2 separate regions of the Gasterosteus aculeatus genome follow, and region 2 is linked to region 1. A link is a contact called in public Hi-C data. All regions are on one chromosome and are shown on one strand. The core of a region is the stretch at or near the end of the contact, and the rest is flanking DNA. Distances in the headings are between cores, read along the strand shown.

What was found. A called contact is a pair of places that touch in the nucleus more often than the background predicts.
Region 2: a Hi-C map of skeletal muscle shows a contact between it and region 1, with 3 times the contacts expected there. The contact joins two enhancer-like sites. A contact is called at or near these places in 2 of 6 Hi-C or Micro-C datasets (both in skeletal muscle).

What each region holds. Positions count from the first base shown.
Region 1 is chr2:9,318,023-9,323,619 of fGasAcu3.hap1.1, forward strand. It overlaps wnt5a (wingless-type MMTV integration site family, member 5a), which reads left to right. Exons shown (of 5, transcript XM_040194026.2): 3 at 1-50; 4 at 2,289-2,581; 5 at 3,116-5,052. The coding sequence ends at 3,574. Among protein-coding and RNA genes, the nearest start is that of wnt5a, 8.1 kb to the left of the region's middle. Within about 2 kb of position 2,394, at least 1 of the 9 cell types and tissues checked has open chromatin away from gene starts, as enhancers often do.
Region 2 is chr2:9,370,219-9,375,815 of fGasAcu3.hap1.1, forward strand. cacna2d3a (calcium channel, voltage-dependent, alpha 2/delta subunit 3a) reads right to left here. Exons shown (of 36, transcript XR_013453036.1): 15 at 4,954-5,028; 16 at 3,617-3,700; 17 at 3,448-3,519; 18 at 2,683-2,744; 19 at 2,488-2,555; 20 at 1,130-1,175; 21 at 572-669; 22 at 378-471; 23 at 112-207. Among protein-coding and RNA genes, the nearest start is that of lrtm1, 12 kb to the left of the region's middle. Within about 2 kb of position 2,998, at least 4 of the 9 cell types and tissues checked have open chromatin away from gene starts, as enhancers often do.

The DNA.
Region 1 (5,597 bases), core at 1,144-3,643:
CTGCAGCACGGTGGACAACTCCTCTGTTTTTGGTCGGGTCATGCAAATAGGTGAGTGGGCAACAGACATATTTTCAGGAACTTGTACCTGAACACATTGGAGCACATTCAAACACCTGTGTTCACAAATCGTTTATGTTCACCAGTATTATTTAGAATCTGTATGTTCTGTGTACATTCTCCTTTGGGAGTGCGTGCGTCTGTGTAAAGTATATGTGGCTGTTGATTCTCAGCAGCTGCATGGAGGGAATAGTTGGTGGGTGAGGTTGCTGGATAAATCACAAGTCGCTTTGGCGTGCGCGCGCACACACACACACACACACACACACGGTGGAAATGGACTGTTGATTCCCTATATTTACAAGTAATGGGAGTCCAGGAAGTGTGTGCACCAATATATCACCATGTCAGAGATTTGTGTGTGTGTGTGTGTGTGTTTGTGCACTTCTTTGCAGTGTGCACAGATCTCTTACACACAGTTCAAGAGCTTAACAATCCTCTTTAAGTAATCCCCAGTCAAGGATCCTATTATTTAACTATGGTTTGTTTTAGTTTTACTTTGGAATGTCGGCCTTAACCTCAGGACCAATTCCGAGGTGGTTTACCATTTGTTGATCATGACTATCAATCTGAATTTTATGAAGCCATACAATACCAATTATGTGATCAGATGAGGGTCACAGCGAGCTTGCCTTAATAGTAGTAAAAGTCAGTACTTGCACTGGTTACTTGTTGGGAATCTTTGAAATGACTCCAACACATAACTGTGCAAGGGTCGGCATTTGGTTCATGTTGGTCCTCGTTAAGGGTTATTATAGCTTATTTGAAAAAGCAGAAACAAACAAAAGGAACCTGTGTTTCTCAGCAGAGATGAGTTATTATTAGACAACTGTTTTCTTTGAATGTTTTCTACATTTTAAATTGTAGTGAACAAACCCTTTTAAGCACTGTTCTTGTTGTGAACGTAACCCTACGTGCCGCTGTGTGCGCACATAGCGTGTTACTGCGTTTCTAACGCGGCTTTTGGTGACTCTCCATGGATCAGTCTTCATAGAAACCTCATCAGCAGCCGTTCCCCCATTCCTCTCCTCCTTCCCCGGCACTGCTCCCATCTCAGCCCGCAGTGGGCCAAGTAAACATGTCCTCCCCTTTTATGGCTGTCTATCTGAAAGCCTGTCGTCCTCTCGGTCTGCAGGGGGAGGACATTGCTGGTGATTTATGGCTGAGCTCCAGGGGGGGAGCTGGAGTAGTTGGGTTCAGACCCCCTCCCCTGCCTGCCTGCCTCGGGTAGCTCCAGGGTGGGTGCAGGAGAAGGGAGGCAGCAGTGCGGGGGAAGAAAGTTTGTCTGTCCATTAAACGTCACACCAAACTAATAAATTTCCCACTGCCTCTGATTTCCCACCTGAATGTCTTTCAGACTTTCCACAAGTTTATTTACTCATCTTCTATCGTCCGTCTGTCTTTTGCGGTATTAAGTGCGTGCGTTTCTCTTTTTGCTTGCTGTTTTTATTCACTGTCGTTTACTTGACTTATCTCTTCAATAGTCTTTTTTTTCTTTTTCCTCCATCTCCCGTCCTCTTTCCATCTGTTATTGTCATCATAGCACATTCTCTAAAGGTTTGGCCCAGCAGGTATATGAGCTGTGCATTTTTATTTCTAGTGGCAGCCCTTGTCGCCAGAGCCCAGGCACAGCTGGCTGGTCAACTTTTTTTTTTTTTAATTTTCTTTAGTTTCTCATCGAAGTTGTCTCTTCTTGCCTCTGGCTTTGTACAGGATTGGTGATTGCAAAAACTGCTTGTTTTATGTTATTAATCATTTCTGGCTCTTATCTCTGTAGGAGACATTTGAGTGTAGAACCAGTGGGAGTTAATTTGCAATGTCTTGGGGATGTGTCAGTCAAAACAGCCCCACTAAAATAACTACTGTCACTTTCAATTTGGGTGAAATGGCGGCCGCTTGTTAAGAAGCACCTCTGTCACTGGAGGGCGCCCTCTTCTCTCTGGCTGGAACCCAATAACGGCAAACCAGAGTCCATCTTTCAAAAATGTCGATGAGAAGCATGCAGCTCTTGTTTGGAGTGCTGTGTAATCTTCAATGTAAAGCCAATGCTGTCATGTGACATCCCATTCTACATTCAGTGGAAAGATATCGGACCACGTTTGGTACAAAATGAATATACGTCCATAAACAACGACGATGGAAGGAGCGGATGGGTGCGCCGAATTTTTCTCTTTTTGCATCAAATGTGCCATGATGTTCCTGTTTGTATGTTTGTTTGTTTGTTTACAGGCAGCCGAGAAACGGCATTCACCTATGCCATCAGCGCGGCAGGAGTGGTGAACGCGGTGAGCCGCGCCTGCAGAGAGGGGGAGCTCTCCAGCTGCGGGTGCAGCCGCGCTGCTCGCCCCAAGGACTTGCCGCGAGACTGGCTGTGGGGCGGCTGCGGAGACAACCTCAACTACGGCTACAGGTTCTCCAAGGAGTTTGTGGATGCACGTGAGCGGGAGAAGAGCTACCCGAAAGGCTCATATGAGAGCGCCCGGCTGATGATGAATATTCACAATAACGAGGCTGGAAGAAGGGTATGAAGCAAAGGTTGCATGCATAGACGCACACAAATGTTGTAAGATGTCATGAGCTCAGAAGCGAGCAGACTGATTTAAACTTCAGGCCCTTGCATGGGATCAGCCAGTGATGGGTGCAAGAGGGGCTTGTGAGATAATCCCAGTCCTTCGCATAGCGGATCGTTGGGGTAACGGCTATGTCAGCTCTCCCCTTCTGGGGCTTTGGTCTGTGGGGAATGAGGCAGCACTTGGGTTCTTTTTGCTCTCCAAACATCTTAAACACCTCAAAGGAAACCTAATGGAGATGTTCTCTTTCAAGTAGGACAAATTAACGTTTTATTTAATGGACTATTAGAGACGTGAACATGATCATTTTGTTTTTCTGGGCAATGTGGTGCCTTATGACATTTGGAGCTGTATATTGTTCAAATATTTGAGTTCAAATGACATGCATGAAGCATGTCTGCAGTTCACCGCATAAGAATACATTTTTTGGCAAATTCTCCATTTGATTATTAATCCATTTTATTTCTTTTCCCTCCCTTCCTTCAGACTGTGTCCGACCTTGCCAACGTGTCCTGCAAGTGCCACGGGGTGTCCGGCTCCTGCAGTCTGAAGACCTGCTGGCTGCAGCTGGCTGACTTCCGCAAGGTGGGCGACGCGCTGAAGGAAAAGTACGACAGCTCTGCATCCATGAAGCTCAACTCGCGTGGAAAGCTGGTGCAGAAGTTCAGCAATTTCAATGCTCCCACCAGCCACGACCTGGTGTACATCGAGTCCAGTCCAGACTACTGCCTGAAGAACCAAAGCACGGGCTCCTTGGGAACGGTGGGGCGCCTTTGCAACAAGACCTCGGAAGGCATGGATGGGTGCGAGCTGATGTGCTGCGGCCGCGGTTACGATCAGTACAAGGCCCAGATAGTTGAGCGCTGCCACTGCAAGTTCCACTGGTGCTGCTATGTCAAGTGCAAGCGCTGCACCAAAATCGTAGACCAATTTGTCTGCAAGTGAGAAGAGCGCTGCCCATGTGTGCTTGCCTGCAGACGATGGGCGTACACCGGCCTGTGTATATGCCAGCAAAGGAGTTGAACACAGAAAGAATAGAGGAGAAAAAAAAAGAAACTATATAAATTATATTTATAGAGTTAAACAAATATGCCATTGCAAAAAGACTGACTTTTTTTTCCAACAAAAAAAAAAATCGTATGTCTTCAGAAACTGAGAGTATTGTGAAATATTTATTTTGAGATTGTTTTATTTTGGCCTAGTCTTCACCAGTCGAATTATTTTTTTTATTTTTTTACCCATTCAAGTGCCTAAAACGGGCTGGAAATGTCCCCCCCACCTTTTTTTCATAACAGAAAATGCAGTTGTTCTTTTACGATGGGTCACACTTATTGTGAAATTGGATTGTGCTTTCGCGTTTTTTTTTTTAAGAAGAATACGGTTTGGTAAATGTGGCATAGTTTACTAAGGGGTCCTGGTTTGTTGTTGGATAATAACTGTGCTGAGAGGACTTTATGTTCTGTAGTGTCTGGATGTGATTTCATGGACCCAGTCCCGTACCAGCCTTCACATCCCAACCAAAGTCCACTCCTTGCTTCACGACATGCAGAGTAAGGAACACTTGAAGTACAATGGGTAGAATATGAGGGCAGTTTTGGGGAGTGGGCCATTTATTAAGCTCTCCCAGAAGCCTTAGAATTCCCTGGGTGCTGCAACAACCCCTCCATCATTATGCACTTTGATACAGTGGCTTAAATATGTCTGTTCAGCTGTCTTTTATTTTAATTTTACAATTCATCAGCAAATATATCAATAATATAGTCTACATTCTTTTCCATATTAATTCAGATAATCCATTTAACATTATTCTAAAACACTTAGTATGGTTTGAGTATATATGGGCGATGTTGTGGTTACAATGGGGAAATATTCCATGCTATGTGAATAGTATGTCTATCCAACCAATAGACATATCTATCCAATCAGTAAACTGTATTTATTTCTCTCTAACCAGACGCTCCTCTAAGCTTTAAACAGAGAAGCGTCATCTCCATCACAGATCAAGAGTCGAGAAAAAGATCAAATAGTCGGACATCCTGAAATCACTGCTTTTTAAAATTGTGTTCTCACTAATGTGGCTCCTCACTGTTTTTGTAAAGGGAAATGCACCTTATTGATTCAAGACACACACTTCTCACTCATGTTCAGCTTTACTGCAACACACAAATACACTTGTTTCACAGATGACTTTAGGATTGCTATCCTCACTTAAGATGTCCTGTACCACTCAGTTAACTGCTAACTATCCCTGTGATGATTCTCAATAGACAGACTATTTCTACAAATCCAAATATGTATATTTATAAGCTTCTCCATGAATTTGAGGTTTGTTAAACGTAATGTGTTATAGCTGATATTTTATTACTTTTTACAAATTGGCTCAATGCTCTACCTTGTTTCAATAAATATCAAATGTAAAACCAGCAGAGAAGTATTTTCTCCCAATATTTATTTTCAATCTTTTTTGCCTCCATTCTTTTTAACGACCAACATTTCCTTTCTACTTATGTACTAGACAATTTTATCTACTTGCAATTGTCTGTCTTTGTGATTTCTGATTTGATTCAATGGCTCAAAATGTTCGTGTTCTTTTTGTTTTTTTCTTCCTTCAGTTCAGTGACAGAAGCCAGGTTGGATCACAGCTGTTTTAGGCATGTATTGAACAAAGATGGATTTCTTGTGAGCTTTGGAAGATGTCCTGAAGATTGGGTGTCTCTCAAGGGGATGGTTGAGGTCGTGTTGTAAGCACCCCTCAACAATTCAAAGACACTTTATAGAATGATCATAATGTGTCAGGAGAATAGGAAGAGGGGGATTTCCACCGTGGTGGGGGTGGAACCGGGCTGTCTGGAAGGCAACCGGGCTTTGTCAGAGACTGCTGGAGCTCAAGAGGAGAAGCGGAGACCAGGAGAGCAGTCCTGGGTAATGAGAAACTGGGGATTACATGAGGGCTGGATGAGCGGAGTAA
Region 2 (5,597 bases), core at 1,748-4,247, 53 kb after region 1:
ATATACTGATTGGAATCATAAACAAAGAGACAATACACACTTACACGTCAAAGTTTATTTATGTGCATTCATAGTGTACATTTAGACCGAATAAATACGCAATATACTTACTGGTTTGTAAGCTCCCCAGGCACCACAAACAGGTTAATTCTGGACAGGCCTGTTCTTGTGCCTAGATAAGCTATTTCCACGCCTTTATCAGAGTTCCTGTGTACAACAATTACATCCAGTAACATTGTTAGTATTAACAATTCATTTCTGGAATTTTTAGTAGCATTGAGTTATGACTATAGTATTCAGTGTGCGTTGAGTTTCTGCAGAGTTTCCAGTGTTTTGGACAAGAAGATGGAAGAGAAAGCGGAGAGCGGGTCACACACTCAGACTTATTGAGCACAAGGCTTGTCCAGTAGGCCTCCAAGGGCGCAGTCACCACCGCGTCAAAGAGAACCTCCTGAATCAGCTCCTTATCACCTGACAAAACAAACACATTCACACCGGCCACGTCACATCAATGCATTTAATTCTGTGAGCAGAGAGAGGAATGGAGGATTTTCAGAAGAGTTTAACTGACATTGTAGGTGGGGTTCGTGTCCACTGAGGTAGAGCTTGATTGCCTCTATCTGGGACAAGTAGCGGTGCTTTGGGGGCTCATCTGTGTTGCAGTATGTCCTGCAAAATAGTATCGGCAATGTGGACACAACAAACGTAATTGACAGCTTTAAAAAAATATATGCTTTTAGATATGAATTAGATATGTAGTCCAAATGCTTTCATTTACTGTTGTATTGCAAGGTACTGTATCTATGATGAAAATAATGTAGAGTATAAACAAAGAAGGTATTTCCATTTAAAAGCATTAGTTTGAAAAGCATTTTACAATCATTTATTTAGATGTTGGTTCCCAATCCTGGTAACAACAAGTCAACAAGTGACACAAACCATCAACTCAAAGTCCTGCAACCTACAAAGCAGTTTTGTGAGTATTATATTGCAGTTAGATTGTAGATAGTTTTGATTTTACATGTAAATAGTATTTTTAGGATATAGTCCAATCACAGTATGCTTTGAATACCAGACGTGGAATATATCGTCAGAACAGAAACATACAGCATCGCCGACCAACTCTCACCATTCGTCTGCCAGCGCTACATCAGGATGCTCCAAGTCATGAAGACCTGGGGAAAATAATAACTATAGATCTCATATGTTACATAGAACTTAAAAAGCAAAAGCACTAAATGTTAACTAACATTAATAGCGGTAGGCATACACCCTTCAAATGACTACACACTCTCAAACACATTTACCAGGGTTGAAAAATGTGTTTTTTGAATAGATGTGATAGGTCTGAAAGATGTGATTAATCCAGGAGGAGCCAAGTCATGCTCAGAGCGCTCTGCATGATGGACATATTTGGAGGAACACACATACGTAGAAACAGAGATACTGTCCATGAATATTAATGTACATGAGGGTGCAGATAAAAATAGACACATAAATGCTGAGGCCCAGTCATGCTAGGACACACATATGCTCTGTGAAGACACGGACACACCTAATGAGACACTAAAGATGTATTTATTTAGCTTCCCCTCCAATTGTGGCTTTGAAGTTCATTGTGACTCAGATAGCGAGTCAATGTCCCTCTATAGGTGAGTGAGAGTGAGTGTGACAGATTATGCTACTTTCTAACAAACATTACACATTCATATCTATTTCATGGTTTACCTTTATGTGTTTAAATTATTTTTAAGCCAGAGTGACACGTTTTCTCTGGGGATAAAAACTGTATGAATATCTTATGAAATATGAAGCATTTCTGCAAATGAAACTACCCAACAGTACATTAAGCAGTTAAAGCTAATTGTACCTCAACAAGTTAAAACAGTAAACTATTTTGTAAATGTTAATCCTTCAGTAATTAAATAGAGATCTGAAACTGGACATTCTGCTGTAACTTTCCTTCAAATACTTCAGTGATGTTATAGCGGCTCCAGCTACTTTGTTAAAATACCCACTTAAGCTTATAGAGCTTATACTGAGTGCATAGTTAATTACTTCTTTAATAAACAACCCCTATGTTTCTCATTTCATTCTAATCTGGCTGATAAAAACATTAAACAAACTACTAAAGACTATAGGCATGGCATAAGCCATTCTAGTAAAGCACCATAGCTTTAATACAATGGAGGAATAAGCACACACAAAATATAACACATTTAAGGCAATCAGAAGCCAGAGATGACTACAGATATTAAGCTTTATGTGATACAATTGTAAAGCTTGTTATCTTATAAATTCCAATATATATAAAATGTTAGTTATTCAAATGAACATAAATCGATATGGTTCTTCCACCACTGTAGCTCATAAAATAAGTGCTAGCTGAGTGTGAAATGAAGACACATGAAAAGACTATGAAAGAAAAAATAAATGATACAGGAAACAAGCGAGTGGCGGATGAAGTAAAAAGGGAGGATTCCCTACCTTCCTCTACTGTAACATTCCCTCTGAAAAAATACTTTCCATGGCCTCTGGAAAGAGCTACCCCTAAACTAAAAACAAATGACAAAAAGTGTTTCTCAAATGACAACTCACCAGCTGTTTTTTTGTGAAAAGAAACTCTGAAAACTTGTTCTCAACTTTGTTCACTTTTCATAAGACTCTCTCTACTTTTCTTACCTGAAAGGAGTCCCTTTGATATCTGTGTGGTAGTAATCATTATGCAACACTAGCACACGTTTCTGAAATAAAAGAGAGAACACATTCTATTTTACAGCAGTAAACAGTAGGCGGGTGTGGTGCCAGTTATCTGATGCGATCTGATCGGATTTTCTGCAGCGTGGCTCCATCTAGTGGTGCATGGAACACATGCTGCGTCTGTCACATGACCTGCCACAGTCATGTTTTTGCACCCTGTGAGTCATTGGATAAGGATTTGGAATATGCATCTGTGTACATTTGAGTGTGAGCGTGTAATTGTGCGTGTGTGTGCATGTGTGTGTGGCTGTATTAACATATTAAATGCTCAATAATCAGGCTAATGTATAATGCTCTTTACTAAGCTTTGATGATGCAAAGTGCGCACGTGCACACACACACAAACAAACACACACACACACACACACACACACACACACCTGAATGCCTGCCTCCCTCTCTCTCCCTCTCTCTCTCTCTCTGATAGAAAAGTAGTAAAAGAGAATCATGGGTCTTGCTGTCTCCCCAGCACCGAGCAGCATGTGCTGGGTGGAGATAACGGGCTCACACTCACAGACAGACACACACCCATGCTGCAGAGCAAACAAAGTCGGAAACAAAATCCCTAAGTCTATCCTGTACATCACCCGTGCAAAGTGTGACAACCCCCTGCGTTCTCCCCGCTGCGTATTTTCACAGGCACACCCTTTTGGACCAGAAGGAAAGTGCTTTTTATGGATTCCTTACCCCTTTATCGACACTCTTCTTCACCTCCATAGAGAAGGTCCCTGTCTTCCTGTTGACCATGGCGTTCCTCAGCTAGCGGCAGAAAGGACATTCCAAATCAACTTAAACATCTGATTTACATTGAGAGAGGTAAAATGTGTTGCTTGATGCAGTTTTTAGAGAGTCTCACCGTGTCGTCCTTATCCTCCCATTCCACCTCAGACAGATCCACACTGCTGTAGTTGGGCTTCTTTCGCTTTTTGCCGTCTCCGTACTGAAAATACCCCCACGTGAGCGTGCATGCAAGCACAGAGAGATACGAGAGATACTGAAGTATACTGCACCATACTAGGGCACATTTCTATGACTTATTATACAGTAAGAGTTAAAGGTTTGGACACACTTTGTCATTGAATTGATTGAGAAAATGGGTCCAGTTTCTTTTTTTTTTGTGTCATTAAGATCACACTTTCCAAGAGCCTAATGTTACTTTCTCAAATTGTTGGCTCCAAGTAAAGCAATGTGTTGTTTTTACAAGAAGTCAATTCATTTTTTTCAATGCTGTAGTTAAGCAAATGTATAAACATGATAACAGTCCACTTTAATACCACGGTGTCATCTTGCCGCTAGATAGATAATTGGCTGCTGGTAGTAGCTTCATACTTGACGGACGAATGGGATCTCCTTATCTAACTCTCGACAAAGAGAGAGATGTCAGACTATTGCTTTAATCAAATAATTAAGGAGCCTGAAATGATGAGGAGGAGACCAAACCTACAAATACCACGGTCATCTCCCCCTGGCTACCAGACCTAACATGTTTGGCCTGGACCTTAAATCGACACAGGAGATTATTAGGTGTATCAATGTGTACTATAAGTGTGTACTTTCGTGTGAGTCACCCTCATCATTCACTTTTCAGCAAGGACAGACTCCCACCCCTCATTAGTTGTTAAATGCTGTTTATTAACGTCTTTAATTAGACTGCAATTAAAACATCCGTCTGTCCCACTGTCTGGTCTCTCTTCCTTCCTCCTCACATCCCTGCATATCTCTCCTCATTGTCCCCCTGGTTGCTTGCGCTCGTCAATCAAACCCCCCCCCCCCCCCCCCCCCTCTATCTGCACCCCCCCCTCTCTCCCCCTCATCCTCTTGTGAGAGGAGTGAGTGAGTACAAAAGAGTTAATCACAGCCATTCAGAAGCCGTATCTCTGTTTATTCACAGCCCAGCAGAGTCCTGGAACACACTCTCCTCATCTGCATACCACCACGCAGCCAATACACGGACACCGTGCGGCGCGTACTCACACGGCGAAACATGCGCACTCCATTTCAATCGGCATCGCAACACGATCAAGAAATCAGCAATTAACCCGCCATGAACTCAAGAGTTACTATTCCTCAGTCCCTTGTACAAAATAAATGAATACGTTTGAACTTGAATCTCTGGGCCCTTAAAAGATTTTTTTATGATAATAAGGTTTGTTACAGGTGTGAATGGCGCAGGAGGCTGGAGGTAATACTCACAAGTGGCCGTAGATCTGGATGGGTGAGGATGTAGCCGTTGTTAGTGATTGCAAAGGCGTAGCCGTGAATACCCAGCTAGGAAGGATGCACACAAATACACACCAAATGGTCTCATGACAATCCATATTAAATTGTAAATTGGGGCCAATCAAGCTCTTTGTATTTTGTTACCAGCAGAATCTGTTTTTGGTGAAACTCACAGAAATGCACAATGAAAGGAGGGTGGTGTAATTAATCTACGTCTGTACAAATAACACGCTTTCAGTTGTCAAAATCTTACACCCATCCAATCTTCCGATCCAGAAGTATAAGGAATATGCACAGGGAACATATCATAATGCAGTAGTCTACATACGGTGTACTTTTCCTGTGATTATTGGACACGAGTGAGCTAAATAATCAATGTCGAAAACTAATAGAAAACCTTTGATTTATCTGCTACCAGATGTGGCATTCAATTCGTGCACTGCAGAGTTAAACTGGCGTATGTGTCCTATTGAAACATATGAATACCGTTCAAAGGAACTTGCCACAGTTTTTTACTGACTTTACTAACGAATGACACATTCACACGCCCCAGTAATTTTGTTAAAATTATCAAAAGTGGTTATGTGGTGATGCAGAGGTTATCTCATACAGCCATT